Linked DNA regions of Mus musculus: regions 2 and 3 are each linked to region 1. The links are chromatin contacts, called in public HiChIP or PLAC-seq and promoter capture Hi-C maps. All regions are on one chromosome and are shown on one strand. The core of a region is the stretch at or near the end of the contact, and the rest is flanking DNA. Distances in the headings are between cores, read along the strand shown.

The links. Promoter capture Hi-C pulls out the DNA fragments that hold promoters and counts their contacts. HiChIP or PLAC-seq counts read pairs in DNA pulled down with a chosen protein or histone mark.
Region 2: a promoter capture Hi-C map of liver shows a contact between it and region 1, with 5 times the contacts expected there. The contact joins the enhancer-like site here to the promoter of Satb2 in region 1. A contact is called at or near these places in 7 of 39 promoter capture datasets (the C10 cell line, embryonic stem cells, liver and 2 more), 1 of 484 Hi-C or Micro-C datasets (adipose-derived mesenchymal stem cells), 2 of 115 datasets of contacts at active chromatin or transcription factors (embryonic stem cells and trophoblast stem cells) and 1 of 9 other capture datasets (embryonic stem cells).
Region 3: a contact with region 1 is called in an H3K27ac HiChIP or PLAC-seq map of microglia, with 6 times the contacts expected there. The contact joins the enhancer-like site here to the promoter of Satb2 in region 1. A contact is called at or near these places in 1 of 39 promoter capture datasets (hippocampal neurons), 5 of 115 datasets of contacts at active chromatin or transcription factors (acute myeloid leukemia, astrocytes, embryonic hindbrain and 2 more) and 1 of 9 other capture datasets (macrophages).

What each region holds. Positions count from the first base shown.
Region 1 is chr1:56,969,072-56,974,219 of GRCm38.p6, reverse strand. It overlaps Satb2 (special AT-rich sequence binding protein 2), which reads left to right and starts at 2,886. Exons shown (of 11, transcript NM_139146.2): 1 at 2,886-3,108; 2 at 4,340-4,567. The coding sequence starts at 4,399. 9130024F11Rik (RIKEN cDNA 9130024F11 gene) reads right to left here and starts at 2,751. Exons shown (of 2, transcript NR_024326.1): 1 at 2,449-2,751.
Region 2 is chr1:55,213,243-55,218,390 of GRCm38.p6, reverse strand. Rftn2 (raftlin family member 2) reads left to right here. Exons shown (of 9, transcript NM_028713.1): 2 at 4,088-4,271. Among named protein-coding and RNA genes, the nearest start is that of Gm10561, 11 kb to the left of the region's middle. Within about 2 kb of position 2,765, at least 112 of the 459 cell types and tissues checked have an H3K27ac peak or open chromatin away from gene starts, as enhancers often do.
Region 3 is chr1:55,428,621-55,433,768 of GRCm38.p6, reverse strand. All of the region lies in intron 1 of Plcl1 (phospholipase C-like 1), which reads right to left. Among named protein-coding and RNA genes, the nearest start is that of Plcl1, 25 kb to the right of the region's middle. Within about 2 kb of position 2,923, at least 19 of the 459 cell types and tissues checked have an H3K27ac peak or open chromatin away from gene starts, as enhancers often do. A contact at or near this core is called in microglia, where this site is marked.

The DNA of each region.
Region 1 (5,148 bases), core at 1,637-4,136:
GGGAGGGGGGGGTTTAATACAGTTAGTATATAAATAAAATATATGCATTTCCAATTTAAAAAGCAGGCTTAGTTTGACAGCGATAGCTAAGTTTTTGAAACACCCCTTTTCATTTCGATATGCTATAACATTGTTCTTTTTTAAAGTTTGTAAATCAAACTTACAGTTTCTTTCTTTCATTGCTTTAAAAAAAAAAAAAAAAAACCAAAAACCAAAAAACAACCTTTCAGCTACCTTCAAGGGCTGATTTTACTTGAGCCACTTTGCTTTCACGGGCTTGGAATTTTCTTTAGCCCCTTTGGCTGGGCATGTTCGTGGGAGCACGGAATTTGGGGGAAGAAAAAAACAGGGAAAAGAAAAAGGCTTCCTAAAACTGCGGTGGCTCTCTGGAGGATTACTACCCTGCCAGGCTCGACTCGGCTCGGCAGGGCTCCCCTTGCCGCCTGGGGCTTCTGGTGAAGTTGGTGGGCGGCTCCTTTGAGTGGGACTCACCGAGGTCTGGGCACCGAGATTTAGGCCAGGGACAGGTTTCGTTTCGGGGACCCTCTTTCTTTTAGAAGCCCTTAGGCTTCCCTGGCCGTGGGTTTGCGACTCTTGGGGCGTTGTGGGGTCAAGGGGGTAGGCTACCAAGCAAGTGGACAGCAGCCCAGTCTCCAGCGCTACTCTCAGATTCAATCTCCACTGGCCCAGCTCAAGGCCAGGATTTAGAGAATTGCCTCGAGCGCGTTTCCCGAAACCGAATTTAGTTTGGCCCTCTGGCGCCGCCGTACAGTCAATACTTCTTAAGGGGGACTAGTGGCTCAGGCAACCGGTGGAAGCCGAGTCCTTGGGGTCCTGGGGAACTGGAGGGAAAGCCCCGGTGCACAGAAGGGACAAGAGATGCCGCCGGCTCAAGGGGCATCTCTGGCCGGAAGGCCGGAGAGGACTGGTTCATATTTTCTCCTTTGAGGTTCCAGGGGCTGACAGAAGCCGGACGCGGCAGGCACCTCGCCGGGGCCGCGGCCCCTGCCCACGTGCTATTTTTTTTTTTTTTTTAAGGAGGTCCGCGCCCATGCCGAATGGCCAAGACAAAAGCGCGGCCGGCAGCGGGGTTTTGGCGGGCAGTCACCGCGCCACCTTAAACAAGTAAAGCTGCGCGAGCCGAAAGGCTAGGGCCGCGGGAGTCCGCAAAAGTTTGTGGCTCCTAAGCCTTAGAAGGACCAGCTAGGGACTCATCGGCGCGGCCTCGCTCGGGGCGGAGAGGCTAGGTCCCCACGGCTCAGCTCTGCTCGCGCCGAACTCGGTCCTCAGCCGCTGAGGGTCTTCGGGAGCCCCAGTGCTGCAACCCGAGGGGCGCGCAGCTTCAGCGCCCCGGCCGGCACAGTGTTCTGGCCTCCGGGCAGCTCGGGCTGCGCCGCTCGCAACGTAGCCCGCGTGGCGAGAGTGGCAGGGATGCAGCCTGCCTTGTGCCCACGGAGCAACCCTTTCTCCAGTGCCGGACCCACAGCCAGCCGGACGGGCGGAGTCTCGCTCCAGGCGTTCGGGACACCCGGGCTATTGTTCCGGACCCGCGGCCGCACGGGATTTGAGGGAGAAGTGGCCTTCCCCAAACGCGGCCGGGAGCGCTTCGGGCCGGGCCGGTCGGCTCCGAGCAGATGGGGAGCTCGCTCGCACCGAGAAAAGTTGCTCCGAGGGGCGGAGGCGGTGGGTGGTGGGCGGAGGCGGTGGGTGGGGGAGGCGATCGCCCTCCTATCTCCAAAGTCGAAAGTACTCGGCGGCGCAATTAACAGAGCCCGGAGACGAGGCAGCCTCTGCCGCCTCCCGAGCGCCAGCCTGCGCCTCTGCGGCGAGCCGCGACACGGAGCGCCCGCCTAGTCGCCGCAGCCTGCGCGCCGGGACGAGTGCGCCTAGGGGCTGGGCGAGGCGGCTGCGCCCTGGACTTGCTACAAGGAGGAGGACCAGACCCTGGGCCCTGGCGTTCGTCAGCGCTTAGACGCACCCATTCGTCGGCCGTGGCCACCGCCTCGCGCCACACTCAGTCCTCAGCCATCCGTCCTTCGTCGCCCGGTGCATGAGGTCCTTGCCACCCCGCTCCCACCTCCGACTCCCCCCTTCCTCCTTTTTCCCTGACTCCCACCCCCTCGCCTATCCCTGTGCCTCCTCCGCAGCCCGGCTCCTTGGGTCGCCGTGCTCACAGCGATTGATTGATTGATGTTTAATTTCCTGCCAGGCGGGGCCCCCCTCCCCCCGCAACCTCCCCAGCCCTCCTCCCCGCCCCCCACTCCCCTCCTTCATTGCGGTGGACCAGTCTGGCTTGGGTTTAGATCCGTCCCCCCCATTCCCATCCCGAAATAACCCAGAGACATCCCCTACCCCCACCCCAAATTATTATTTTGAAGGCGCTAGATCTGGGGACCGAAAGGGGGAGGGGGAGAAATCGGAAACCGAGGACAACCCAAAAGGACTCACTTTGCCTGATGACTCAACGCAACTAATAATCATCTCCCTCTCAGTGTCTTTCTCTCTGCGGCTTGTCAGTGAGTCCGGCTCTGGCTTCTGGCAGAGGCAGCCGCGAGGGGAGAGGTTGGAGGTGACAGCTTGTGCGGCCGCCGCGTTTTCTCTTGCGCGCGGTCCGGGGTCTCCGCACCTTCCCCGCTCTTGGTGGCAACGTCCCCGCGACTCTGGCCGCGCCTCCTCTGGAGCTAGCGGCTGTAGGAGCCAGCAGCCGCCGCAGCCTCCCAGTCCTCAGCCCTTTCTCTCCAGAACCGGTCTTCTACCCGAAGGTGTGAAAGGCTCTTTCAGCCCCCTCTCCCCCCCCCCTCCTCCGCCGTCCCCTCCCCCGCTCGCTCTGGTGCCCCTTTGGAGGAGTCCTCCTTTCCCTCTCCTCCTCCTCCCTCACTGCCCCCCGCCCCCATCATCATAACAACCATCTCCGAACCAGAAGAAGACACCCTGACCCAGGACCTTAAACGCTAGGACCGGGGAAGAGGAAAAGGAAAGGGGAAGGAGGAAAGAGAAAGGAAGACTAGGACAACACTACAATTCACCAAAAACTTTCCACCCTGGATTCTCTACTTTTGCTCCATGGACAGAGCCCCAGCCAGCCAAGTTTCAGACAGACCGTGAGCAGTAAGTACGCTGGGCGAGGGCTCCCACGCGGCGCCTGTAGTTCGGGAAGCCCTGGGCGCGCTAAGTTCCCCGGCTGTTCTGGGGCTCTGGCTCTCACGCGCGCTTAGGCGAAGCCGGGAAGTGCGGTGGAGCCTTCACTGGCAACCCCTCCGAGCACTCCCTACATCTTTCGCATTCTTCTTAACTCCTCTCTGTCCCCCACCACCACCTCGTCTGGACTCGTGGCGACTAGGCTTCTCCCGCGTCCAAAGCGCTCTTAGAGGATTCTCAGAGCCCCTGGTGTATTAGGGGTTCCTTTCATGGGTTTCAGTGACAATGTGGGCGCCGTTTCATCAGGTGTTTTCCCTTCTTCCGGGTCACTCCTCCAAAATTGAAGAGTATGGAGCACTGCTCGCCTAGGGACCTCGAGAAAAACTTTCCAGATTTAGAAATTAGGATTAATGAAGCCTGCTCCTGTACCTAAGAATCAAGATTTCTTTCTCTTATGTTGTACGCTTAATGGCTTAAAAAACAACAACCACATCCAGGATACGATGAAGATAAGAATGCTCCCAAATAATAATTGTGATCCTGGGATGGAGGGTAGCCTTTCCAAATCTCAGAGTGTTTTGGGATGCTCGCTCACGTGAAATTATAGTTAATTTTTTTGTGTGCAAAGGTGTGTGTTTGTGTACACAAGTGTACTTGGTCCATAAAGGTAAAAGGTGGGGATTCCATGGATCCATTGATCCAGCTTGGCCATCCACAGCGCATTTATCAAGCAATTAATTTGCTTAAGGACCCGTGTAAGTCCTTGCTCCCTCCCTGGCCTGGTGGGACCTCTCGCCCATAAGTACGCTCCTTTCAAAACCCTGACACCCCAAGTGGGGCTTATGGTGGTGGTGGCTCTTTATCAAAGAGAGGATAATGCCAGCGCTGCCCGCAATGAATGGGGTACTGCTTAAAGGCTTCGAGGTCCGACTCTGTCCACACAACTGAGGGCTAACTCTTGGGACCTGAGACAGAGCAGGTCTTAGTACCTCAAGTTCTGGGCAGCTTTGGGACCTCCAGTGTTTGTTTGGTTGGGACTTGCTTTCCCGGGACCCTTCGGTACCCTTCTGCAGCGTGGGAGGAAGTTTGTGTGGCTGCGGTGCAGTGCTCTGCCACTGGCCTGATCGTCTATCACGTGTGTGAGCGGTTTTCCCTCTTTTTTTTTTCCCTCCCCCTTTCCTCCCCTCCGCCCCCTCCCTAGGTCCCTGCGCGTTTTATTGCGACCTGCCGGTGGGAACTTTGTCTCCAAATCGGAGCAGCATGGAGCGGCGGAGCGAGAGCCCGTGTCTTCGGGACAGCCCCGACCGAAGAAGCGGCAGCCCCGACGTCAAGGGGCCTCCCCCGGTGAAGGTGGCCCGGCTGGAGCAGAACGGCAGCCCCATGGGAGCCCGCGGGAGGCCCAACGGCGCCGTGGCCAAGGCCGTGGGAGGTAACAGCCCGGAGCTGGGAGGTGCGCGCAGCGGAGGCCCAGTGATAATGGCCTGGGTGTCAGGGTTCAGGTTGATTAGGCGCTGTTTCGGTGTAGGATTACAGGAAGTCAAATCCAGGTTGCCAAATAGTGCCCTAGTTGCCTCTCCGCAACTGGTAGTAGCTTCATCTCGAGTTAAAACAAGAAAGTGGTTTACCCAGAGGGTGGCATTTTTTGGGCACTTTGCCACTCTGTGCTGAGGTGTTGGCAGGTCTGTGTCACAGCCAGCTAACTGTTTCTAGATTTTCCTAGAGAGCTCTTTAGTGTTTTAACTCCTTTGCCTTGCCTCGGATCTGTTTTAGGGCTGAAGCTTGTATGCCTTGGTTGTAGTGGGACAGAGACCTAGGATCTGGCTAGAGTCGAAGCAGTGACTCTGGTGTTCTTCTGTAGCTGGGACAGGGTTGAGACAAATGAGTGACAGCTAGGACTGTGTCCTGCAGAAGTTCTAGGGGAAAAAACCGAAGGATCACCGTGAATCCATTATGTCCTTAGAGGATTTGATGCTGTTTTGCCTGCAGAGTTTAGACGGAGCCGGTTATAAC
Region 2 (5,148 bases), core at 1,516-4,015, 1.8 Mb after region 1:
CAATAACGTTTTCCTTCCTATGGCACTGGAGTGTCCCAGTTTCCACCTCATCCTGCCTGGGTTCCAGCTCAGCCTCAGAAATTACTAACAATAAGTCAATGTCCTAATCTCTCTCCTTGAGTTGCCCTATCAGGCAATCAGATCCACCATGCAGGGTTTGCTGGAATCGAGAACTGGCCATGGCCTGATCACATAGGACTTGGCACTTATAGGAGTTAACTCTGGTCTACAGTTGCTGGGGAGAGCATACAGGTCGCCAGGCCATTGCCCCCTTTAAACTATGGCAAAGTTGCTGGCTGGAGTTTGCACATTTTGTTTTTACTTAAGATAACAATTTTAGATGCATTCCATAAATTTAAGCCAGTCCTCAGAGGTAAGAAATGAAATATGTATTTCTCATAGCACTATGTCATCAGGGCCGAACTTTTGAGTGTTTAACAATTGCTTGACTTTATGGTGGAGTATGGCTTTGTATCTTTTTTAGTAATTTGGGCTTGTTTGTTTGTTCGTTTGTTTGTTTGTTTGTTTTTAAGGCCTCATGCTATAAGCCAGCCTAGCTTGAAACTCATTTATGTAACACGGGCAGCTTCAGAACTTGTGGTCATCTTCCTGTGTCAGCCTCCCACATGTAGGGATGACAAGCATGAGGCACCATGTCCACTGACTGGCATTTAAAGGGTCACTCTTTGGAGCTTTTTACCAAAGGAGTAAGAAAAGCATCACAGATACTTCGTTTTTCGGAGCTTTGAGAAGAGACAATGTTGTTCAACCCTCAACATGTTTTAATTGTAGCAATAAAAGTTCCCTTGCTGTTTGTATAATTTTCAAAACAGTTACAGACTGCTTCATAACAATAGCCCTGTAAGATACAGCAAGGCTTTTACAGATCATGTAACATTAATTTACCAGTAACCAGCCACACCCACAGGGCCATAAACACCATGTGTTCCTTCTTCCCAACACCTTGTGCAGCACTCAGGCAAGCAAGAAAGCATACAGCTGCTGCTCACTGCCTGTGCTGGCAATCGACCAGAAGCCACCGCCTCCTCCCCCTTAATCTTGTGTGTCTACAGCTCTGATATTACTTTCCTACATAAGGACATCAAACCAAAGGCTTGTCCTCAAAGGCTGGGCCTGTCATAGATTTGTGATTACTCCACTCTGAGTGCAGTTGAAAAGTCCTTGCTCAGTGTGTCCTGCGCTGCCCGCCTCACAGTGCGAACAATTAGGTTTGAATACCTAACAGTCAACACCAACTCTGTTGAAAATATTCAGGTGGAGGGACGACATGAAAAGAAGTTCTCCACAAAGCTTTTGAATTTGAGATGGAGATTGACAACAAGACCCCTGGTCTACACACACATGCACTCACACACACACACAGACGCACATACATACACATATACACATGCATATACACACCAATATCCACATATGCATGTGTACACACACATATACACACACATGCATTTACATACACACCTAATAGTGACTCCTACCAAGCCAGCCAGAGACAAGGCCAGCTCAGTAAAGTCTTTGGATGGAAGTCACACTATTGCTCTTCACCAAATCCTGTCCTAGTTTGTCATCCCGTTGATATAGTAAATACCATGATTAAAAACAACCTAGAAAGAAGTGGGTTTATTTCATCTTATACTTGCAGTCATGACCCATCATTGAGGGAAGTCGCAGCAGGTACCCTTAGGGAGTGTCTTAGTTAGGATTTTACTGCTGTGAACAGACACCATGACCAAGGCAACTCTTATAAAAAACAACATTTAATTGGGGCTGGCTTACGGGTTCAGAGGTTCAGTCCATTATCATCAAGGTTGGAGCATGGCATTGTCCAGGTAGGAAGGTGCAGGAGGAGCTGAGAGTTCTGTCTTCATCTGAAGGCTGCTAGCAGAATATTGACTTCCAGGCAGCTAGGATGAGGGTCTTAAAGCCCACCTATTCCAACAAGGCCACACCTTCTAATAGTGCTCCTCCCTGGGCTGGACATATACAAACCATCACAGGGAGTTCCCATTAAACAGCCCAGAGAAGCTTATAAACAAGTAACTGTAATACAGCAGTGTACACAGTAGAGGAAGGAATAAGTAACGTGGGGTTGGGGACAGAGAAGGCTTATTGTGGTGAGACAGAGTGACAGACAGGTTCAGAACTCTGAACTGTCCCATGTCAAAGTGAAGTGCACAAGAGGGAGGCTGGCAGGAGGCCTGGAGATCCTGCAGGCCACGCTAACTTCTCCGCTTCCTGCCCTATTGCCATGGGAGCCATTACATGGCTATAGTTTTCTTTAAAATGATGTACAATTGTCACCTAGTTCTAAAGATAAGTTCCCATTACATTTCATTCTCTGGTCCTAAGAATTTGTTCCACATTGTTGTTCCTCAGCTGCTTTCTTAAAAAAAAAAACAAAAACAAAAGTCAGGGTTTGTAGACCAAATGTTTAAAACAAGAGTGAAGCCAGATGGGTCAGGAAGCCTGCCACACAGACAGACAGACAGACAGACAGACAGACAGACAGACTGGGCTGGGTGTGTACTCGGAGACCAGGTGCTTCTTCAAAGGTCAGGACTGTCCTTTGTTCTCATGTCTATTCATCATGATGAAGAAAATATTTTAGATGGTAGGATATTAGTTGACATCCAAGAGGGACTAAAACGGAAGGAAATGTATCGGCATGACTCTCTGTGGAGTGCCTCGTTTTCGTTTGAGAAGCTGGGGTGAGTGCTCACTGCTGTGGAACTGTTCCATCACGTGAGTGTTAGTGTGAGGGCGTGGAGACTTCCTCTGACCCTTCTTCCTCATCTGCGCCTTAACCTTCTTCCTGTGCTCAGGCAATCAGCAACAGTTCTGCGCTGGACTCCACTAGCCCGTGAAAAGCCAGCCCAGCCCTTACTTGCAATGAATTGCATGTTTTCTTACTAATCAGCTCCAGGTCTCTTTCTGGATAATTATCCTTATTGTCCTCCATAAAATGAGAAGTATTAAACAGAGAATGGAGCTATTTAAATGAATACCTCTAGAACTGTGGAGACAGGCTCTCCAGCTGCGTACTGGCTTTGCTTTTAATCCTGTAGTCAACACAAGTACGTTCTTAGAGAGTTTGGGGGGGGGGGTGCAGTAGGGGGGTGGAGACTTCAATTACATGGCAGGGGCTTTTTTAGTTTATTTTGGTTTTTGTTTTGTTTTGTTTGTTTGTTTGGTTGGTTGGTTGGTTGGTTGGTTTGGTTTTTTAAGACAGGGTTTCTCTGTATAGCCCTGGCTGTCCTGGAACTCACTCTGTAGACCAGGCTGGCCTCAAACTCAGAAATCCGCCTGCCTCTGCCTCCCAAGTGCTGGGATTAAAGGCGTGCACCACCACCACCTGGCCTACATGGCAGTTTTGCTTTTAAATTTCATCTATGTCTAGTTCTGTTCTTTTCTTTAATGATTTCTGTCTAAGAAATAAAATTTCTCCCCTTTTTAGGTTTTAAACTTATAGAAACTGTATCTTTAAGAAATCATGCATCTCTTCCTTTAATCCCAGAACTCAGGAGGCAGAGGCAGTCAGATCTCTATGAGTTCAAGGCCAGCCTGGTTTACAGAGCAAGTTCCTGAACAGCCAGGGCTACAAAGAGAAAAAACAAAAAGAGAATACTAATGCTACTAAAAATAATAAAAAGAAATCATGCATCTCATCCTAGTCCTAAAAACTATTGGCTCTTTAAATTATCATTTTGATGTACATCATTGATATCTTTTAAAGGCAATATAGTCACTTAGATAAAACCCTTCATAGTAAAGGAACATGTGAGGCCGTCTGGTTCTGGACATATTGGCAACATTGTGTATCCATCAGTTGGGTCAATCACCTTTAGCTATTGTCTAAAACAGGATTAGTCTACAGTCATACTACCCTGAACACATTTAATCTCACTTGAAATAGGAAATATATAACACATGTTAGTGTGTCTTACTCAAAATTAAGCCATGTGGCTGGCTGTCTCTCCTATTCACTAATATTATCACATACTGATAGAAATAAGGTAGAATTCAATATTACCAATGTGAAATTTTCTCTTCATTCTTGGTATCTCAGCTTCAACAAATCCAGACGTCATCAAGATAAATTCAGTCCTGGATATAGTTGCCAAAGTGGAAGACTATTATCTTAAGGGCTATGTTGTTGGGGCCATTCACCCAGTTATACAACCTGTGGGGCAGCGGAAGCACCTTCCAGCAAGTCACCTGTACAGGGCGGTGCTGTCCCGGCTGAAGCTAAGGTAAGCAGAGCGCTTGAGAAAAGTCACCTCAGAGACAGTTAAGAATGATGACTTTCTTTAATCTTTTTTTTTAAGATTTATTTATTATATGTAAGTACATTGTAGCTGTCTTCAGACACCTAGAAGAGGGCATCAGATCACATTACAGATGGTTGTGAGCCACCACGTGGTTGCTGGCATTTTAACTCAGGACCTTCAGAAGAGCAGTCGGTGCTCTTAACCGCTGAGCCATCTCTCCAGCCCAATCTCAAGAAGAGAGAGAGAGAGAGAGAGAGAGAGAGAGAGAGAGCCAGAACAGCCCCCACCCCCAACGTTGTCTTTACTCTTTGGAGGCAAATAAATACCAAGGGAGGGTGTGATCGAGAAAGGGAAAGTCGAGAGAGATCCAAGGAACGCCCATTAAAGCTGGGTGTCCTGGCAACTCCTACAGGAACCACCAGAAGATAAGGATCAGCAATTAGCCTAAGCAAACTGGCCCAGTCTAGGCAACCTCTCTCAAGAGTTCTTCCAGGTACCTGTGTTCTCATTAAGAATAGCAGCTGGAGGGGCTGGAGAGATGGCTCAGAGGTTAAGAGCACTGACTTCTCGTCCAGAGGTCCTGAATTCAATTCCCAGAAACCACACGGTGGCTTACAACCATCTGTAATGGGATCTAATGCCCTCTTCTGGTGTTTCTGAAGATAGCTACAGTGTACTCATGTAAATAAAATAAATAAACCTTAAAAAAAAAAAAAAATGGTAGCTGGAGCTTAGCCTGCCTGCATCCTAAAACTTTCATAGTAGAAGAAAGCACTACAATGCCAAGTTCTCATAAATTAAATAGACATATTGGCAACGTTTCCCCTGGGATTCTTGGGATTGAAGCTATGCTTTCTTT
Region 3 (5,148 bases), core at 1,674-4,173, 1.5 Mb after region 1:
TGAAAGTTAGCAAATTTTGTTATTGTATTTTACTGCGACTTAATAAATGGCCTTCAGTGCTACACATTTAGTTGACTTTTTACAAATTTTGTAAATTTACTAGAGAATACAGAAGTCTTTAAAAACATCTTTATTTCAATTACATGATTATCATAGTGGGTATTTTTTAAAGAAAACTTGATTTTTTTATTCAAATATTTTCATTTTATATTATTACATTAAAATAATGAACTTTTATTACATTTGTTTATTTATTGGGGAGTGAAGCACGTGTGTGCCTCAGCATGTGTGTGGTGCTCACAGGACAACTGGTAAGTGTTGAGTCTCTCCTTCACCACATGGGTCCTGGAATCTGATTAAACTCATATCATGAGGATTGAAAAGAAACTTTACCTACTGAGCCAACTTGCTAGCCCATTAATAAACATTTTGAAACAAAAATGTATAATGCAAAAGAAAACTAAGAATAATTATTATGGTAACTGGAATTACTTCAATATTTCACATGTAAAAACTACATTATCATTAAAGACAGTTATCGTTTATTTAATTAAATTAATGGAAACCACTGTACTCATGGAAAAAACTATAGTCCATGCCACACAAAGTCCTGGATGATTGACATCAACAGGAGGTGGGACAGAAACTACTCAATCCACAAATCAAGCAGACTGAAAAGATACAGCTCCCCCCAGGTATAAACTGATTCATCCTTACCAAGAAAATTAAAAAGAAGTCACTGCCAGAATATGCAGCGAACAAAAACATCTAGCAAAACTAATGAATGACTCTTGAAATAGAACATCAAAAATCTACATGTGCTTCAAACTTTCTCAAATTAGGGCCAGGCCTGGCAGCATCCTCCTTTAATCCCAAACACTTAGACCTCTGTGAGTTTGAGGTCAACCTGGTATACAAAGAGACCCAGGCTAGCCAGTGTTACATACACAGTGGAGACTGGTGCCAAAAACAAAAGGAAACTCTCCAGCCATAAAGAAATCAAAGTTGCTAGGTATAGTCCTAGATGACTGATCCCAGCACTCGAGAGTTAGAGAAAGGGAGGTCAGGAGGTCAAGTCACCTTAGTGAGTCTGAGACTGGTTTAGGCTAAATTAAACCAACTTCGTTATGTTAAAATAAGCAGAGCTCAGAGAGACAAATACCATATGTTTTCTTTCATATGTGTGAATGGATATTCAGTGTGAAGTGGTTGCAAGTGTAGAAATGTGACCATAAGAGCAGAGAATGAGATCTTAACGTGGTGGGGAGGAAGGACCAGAACACATGGAGAGGAGAAGGCAGCAATCTGGGCAGAAGAGATCCATCAAGGGAGGACAGCAGAACTGGGAAGGACAATGGGAGAGGAGGAAGAACAAAACCAAAAAGAGAAAGTAACAGACTATAAAAAAAGAAAAAAAAATCAATTGTTTACTAAATGAATTATTTAATGCAAAATTTAAATGTATTTGATGATTTTTAGAATGTAAAACTCCAGTATAGTAAAGAATATTGGAGAACATAGAACATAGAATTGATTGTACTTTTACAATACAAACCCCAGTATATGAGGAACCATTTGAGAGCACTGTTCTTATTTTTAGCTGTTTTTATGTTATTTACTTGTTTCCAATGGCCTTGGATCATGTTCTCGCACGTTCATTACCTTCTCCTATCTATCTCCCTCTTCCCTCCTGCTGCTCCCTGACTCTTCTCAAACCTTCACCTTTTGCTTTTCACGGATGCATTCTCTAATCCAGATCTCATATGAAAAGGAATGATAGTATCTGTCTTTCTATTCCTGGTTTATTTCCCTTAACTCACGTTAACCAGTCTCCAATTTCATCCAATTTCCTGAAAGTTACATAATTTCATGCCAAGTAATGTTACCAAATAACACTCCACTGTGTGTGTGTGTGTGTGTGTGTATACACTGTCTTTATTCATTCATCTGTTGATGGGCACCTAGGCTAATTCCATAACAGTGCAGAGGATACCCTGGTGTCTCTGTAGATTCCTTGCAGTGTATGTACAGGAGTGGTATAACTGGATCATATGGCAGATCCATTTCCGGGTTTTTGTGAAATCACCTTACCGACTCCCACGGTAGCTGAACTAATTTACATTGCCACCAGCAGTGAACATGGGTTCCATCACCATGCTCTGTACATCCTGTCCAGCTTTTGTTGTATCATTGGTAATCACCATTCTGAATAGAGCAAGACGAATCTTCATGTCCTTTCGGCTTGTATTTCCTTGATGGTTAAAGATGTTGATTTGTTTTTTTTTTTTTTTTTTTTTTTGTACTTATGGGTAATTTGTACTTCTTCTTTTGGCAACTGTCTGATCTATTTGCCCATTTATTGACTGAGTTTTTGGATGGCTTTTTACTTTTTAATTTTTTTATATAATATGGATTTTTAACCTCCAATTGATTAAAACGCTGGCAAGGCGTTTTCTTCTGTTCCGTAGGCTGTCGAGTTTCTCTGGCAATTGTTTCATTTGCTGTGCAGAAGCTTTTCCAATTTCATGGAATCCTGATTATAAATTTGTTATCATTTCCTGAACAGCTAGAGTAACATTCCAAAACTGTGCCCATGCCTACATCTTCAAGTGTTTTTCCTTCGTTTTCCTCTAGCCATCCTAAAGTTTCAAGTTTTACATTAAGAAAACAATACGTTTTATATTATTGCTTTTTATGCAGAGTGAGAACTATAGATCTAGTTTTACTTTTTTTGCATATGGATACCCAGGCGACCTGCCACCATGCTTTGGGAACTTTGTGGGCAATCCAGGGGCCGAGGCTGCAAAGGTTTACTTCTGAGTCTTCTATTGCATTGGTCTCCATCTCTTTATGCCAGTCACAGGATGGTTTGCTACTTTGGCTCAGAGCAGAACTTGAAATCAGCAGTTGTGGTACTTCAACATCAAAGCAGAGCTCTTGGGGCTGACTAGATTCAAATGTCAGCTCCAGAAATGACTCATTAGCTGGGTGAGTAAGACACAATTTGATTCCTGAGGAACTTTAAGGAGAGTTTCTGATACATCAGAAAAAAAAAAAAACTATTCCTTCACCGTTACTTACTATCTACCTAACCGCAAAGGGTGAGGGCCAGCAGACTCACCAGAAGTATAGGATAACTGGTTAAATTTAAATTTTATTTAAACAGTGAACAGTAGTTGTACGAGGCATACACTAAACTACTATGTGTTGTTTAAATGAAATGTAAGTTTCACTCTGCGTCCTGTACTTCATCTGGCAACCCAAGTGTAGCACTTCTCCTAATACTAGCTACTTTTCCTTCCTCTACTAAGCAAGCACACCATAGCAGTAGCATCAGAGGTCATGCTTTGTGCTGCGTGGCATGTCATTACACAGTCAGCTAGCAGCCCTTGTGAAGAATGGAAATAGATTTAATAGAATTTCTAACTTTTGAAAGGAAGTCGTAACTATTTGTAGAACTGTTTCAGGATAGTCAAAGACTCTCTGTTCCCATCTGTTCTTGATGTTTCTTCAAAGGACATGAATGTTTTCAGTAGCTGCTTTTACACAATTGGAGATGGTTAGAATATTTAATGATGAAGCTATGCACATACTTATAAAACTGGTCACAGCAAATTCACTCTCTGCCCATACATACACATTTAACATCACAATGTGGATTTTTAAATAAAGTTCCAGGACATGACAATCCTGTGAATTTTAACAAGATTTTATCTAAACTTCCACCTTAGGGACCAGAATAATCACTCACAGTTAAGAGCACATATTGCTCTTGTAGAAGACTTGGGTTGGACAACCAGCACCCATGTAGTGGCTCACAACCACCTCCAACTCTAGTTACAGGGGTTCCAATGCCCTCTTCTGGCTTCCAAGGACACTGCATGCATGTGGTAAAAATAAACTCAGGCAAGCACACACACATAAAAATAAATCTTCAAACTTCTAAATTAGCGTGAATGAATATTTTTGTCTGTACTTGATTTTTAAAGTATAATCATCCAAGCACTAAGAATTTTGAAGCCTCTGTTAAATACCATTTTATTTAATCAAAGATATATATTGAAATAAAAAAGAAAAGAAAACTTGAAACTTGACATTTTAATGTTCAATTTAAAAATATAAAGGGCATAAACAAAATGTTTTAAGCATTTCTTTTTTAGTGTCACTAAATTTTAGTTTGAACTCAAAGGTAATTTTGATCATTGAGAGACTTCAGCATAAGGAAGGTGTCTATGTAATGTTGACACCATTACAAAGCAACATCAGCCAATGAACCCGCGAATCTCTTGCAAGCTGCTTCACTAAATAAAACATCATTAATATGAATATCACCGAAACACTGATTGTTTTCCAAAGATCTATTTACTTCCAAATTAGAATAGATTTTCCAACCACAATTATTACAGCACAGCTGAGATCAGCATGACAAGCTTTTCTCTATCCATCTCTAAGCACGGCCTACATGACTCAGTCCCAAGTTATGAAGGGCTGTCATGTCAGACATAAAAGTTAGCAAAGTTACATTTTATGCTCCACTTTACAAATAACACATTTGTTAGCCTAGGATAATAAAAACATAGAGATTTGTCTACATAAAGAACAGAAAACAGCCCCTGTGAGTCACCATATTCCACTGACTAAAAGTCACAGTTTAAGGAAACTCTGTAGCCACCTAAGTTCCTAAGAACAAATGCACCACTGTTGGTAATTTAAAAAACAATGTCAAACTTGAAGAGTGACTGACTGGTGATTTTTCTAAGCCAGATAGTAATCTCAGGAAACAAACGATCAAACAAACAAAAGACATAGAGTTCAAGGGAGTCCTTTCTTATGTTCTACAGTGTAAATTATTTTCCAAAAACCAATACAATTTTTCCTAAGTTTAATGGATCCAATAATTTTTTAATTATCATGATAATCCCTCTAGTTGTGAGCACCTCAGTTAGAGTGTATCCTCGTGTGAACTCTGGGTGTTCCTCCTTTCAATATCCTTGTTTATCACTCCTGAGAGCATTTCCTAAAGCTGTGCACTTTCTAAGAAAGCATGCTGGGGAAAGTTGAAATAGTTGACACATGTTGAGCATAAGGTAGTTGGATAAAGTGGAATGTGGGGGTGGTAGGTGTTGAAAGATAAGCATTGCCCACATT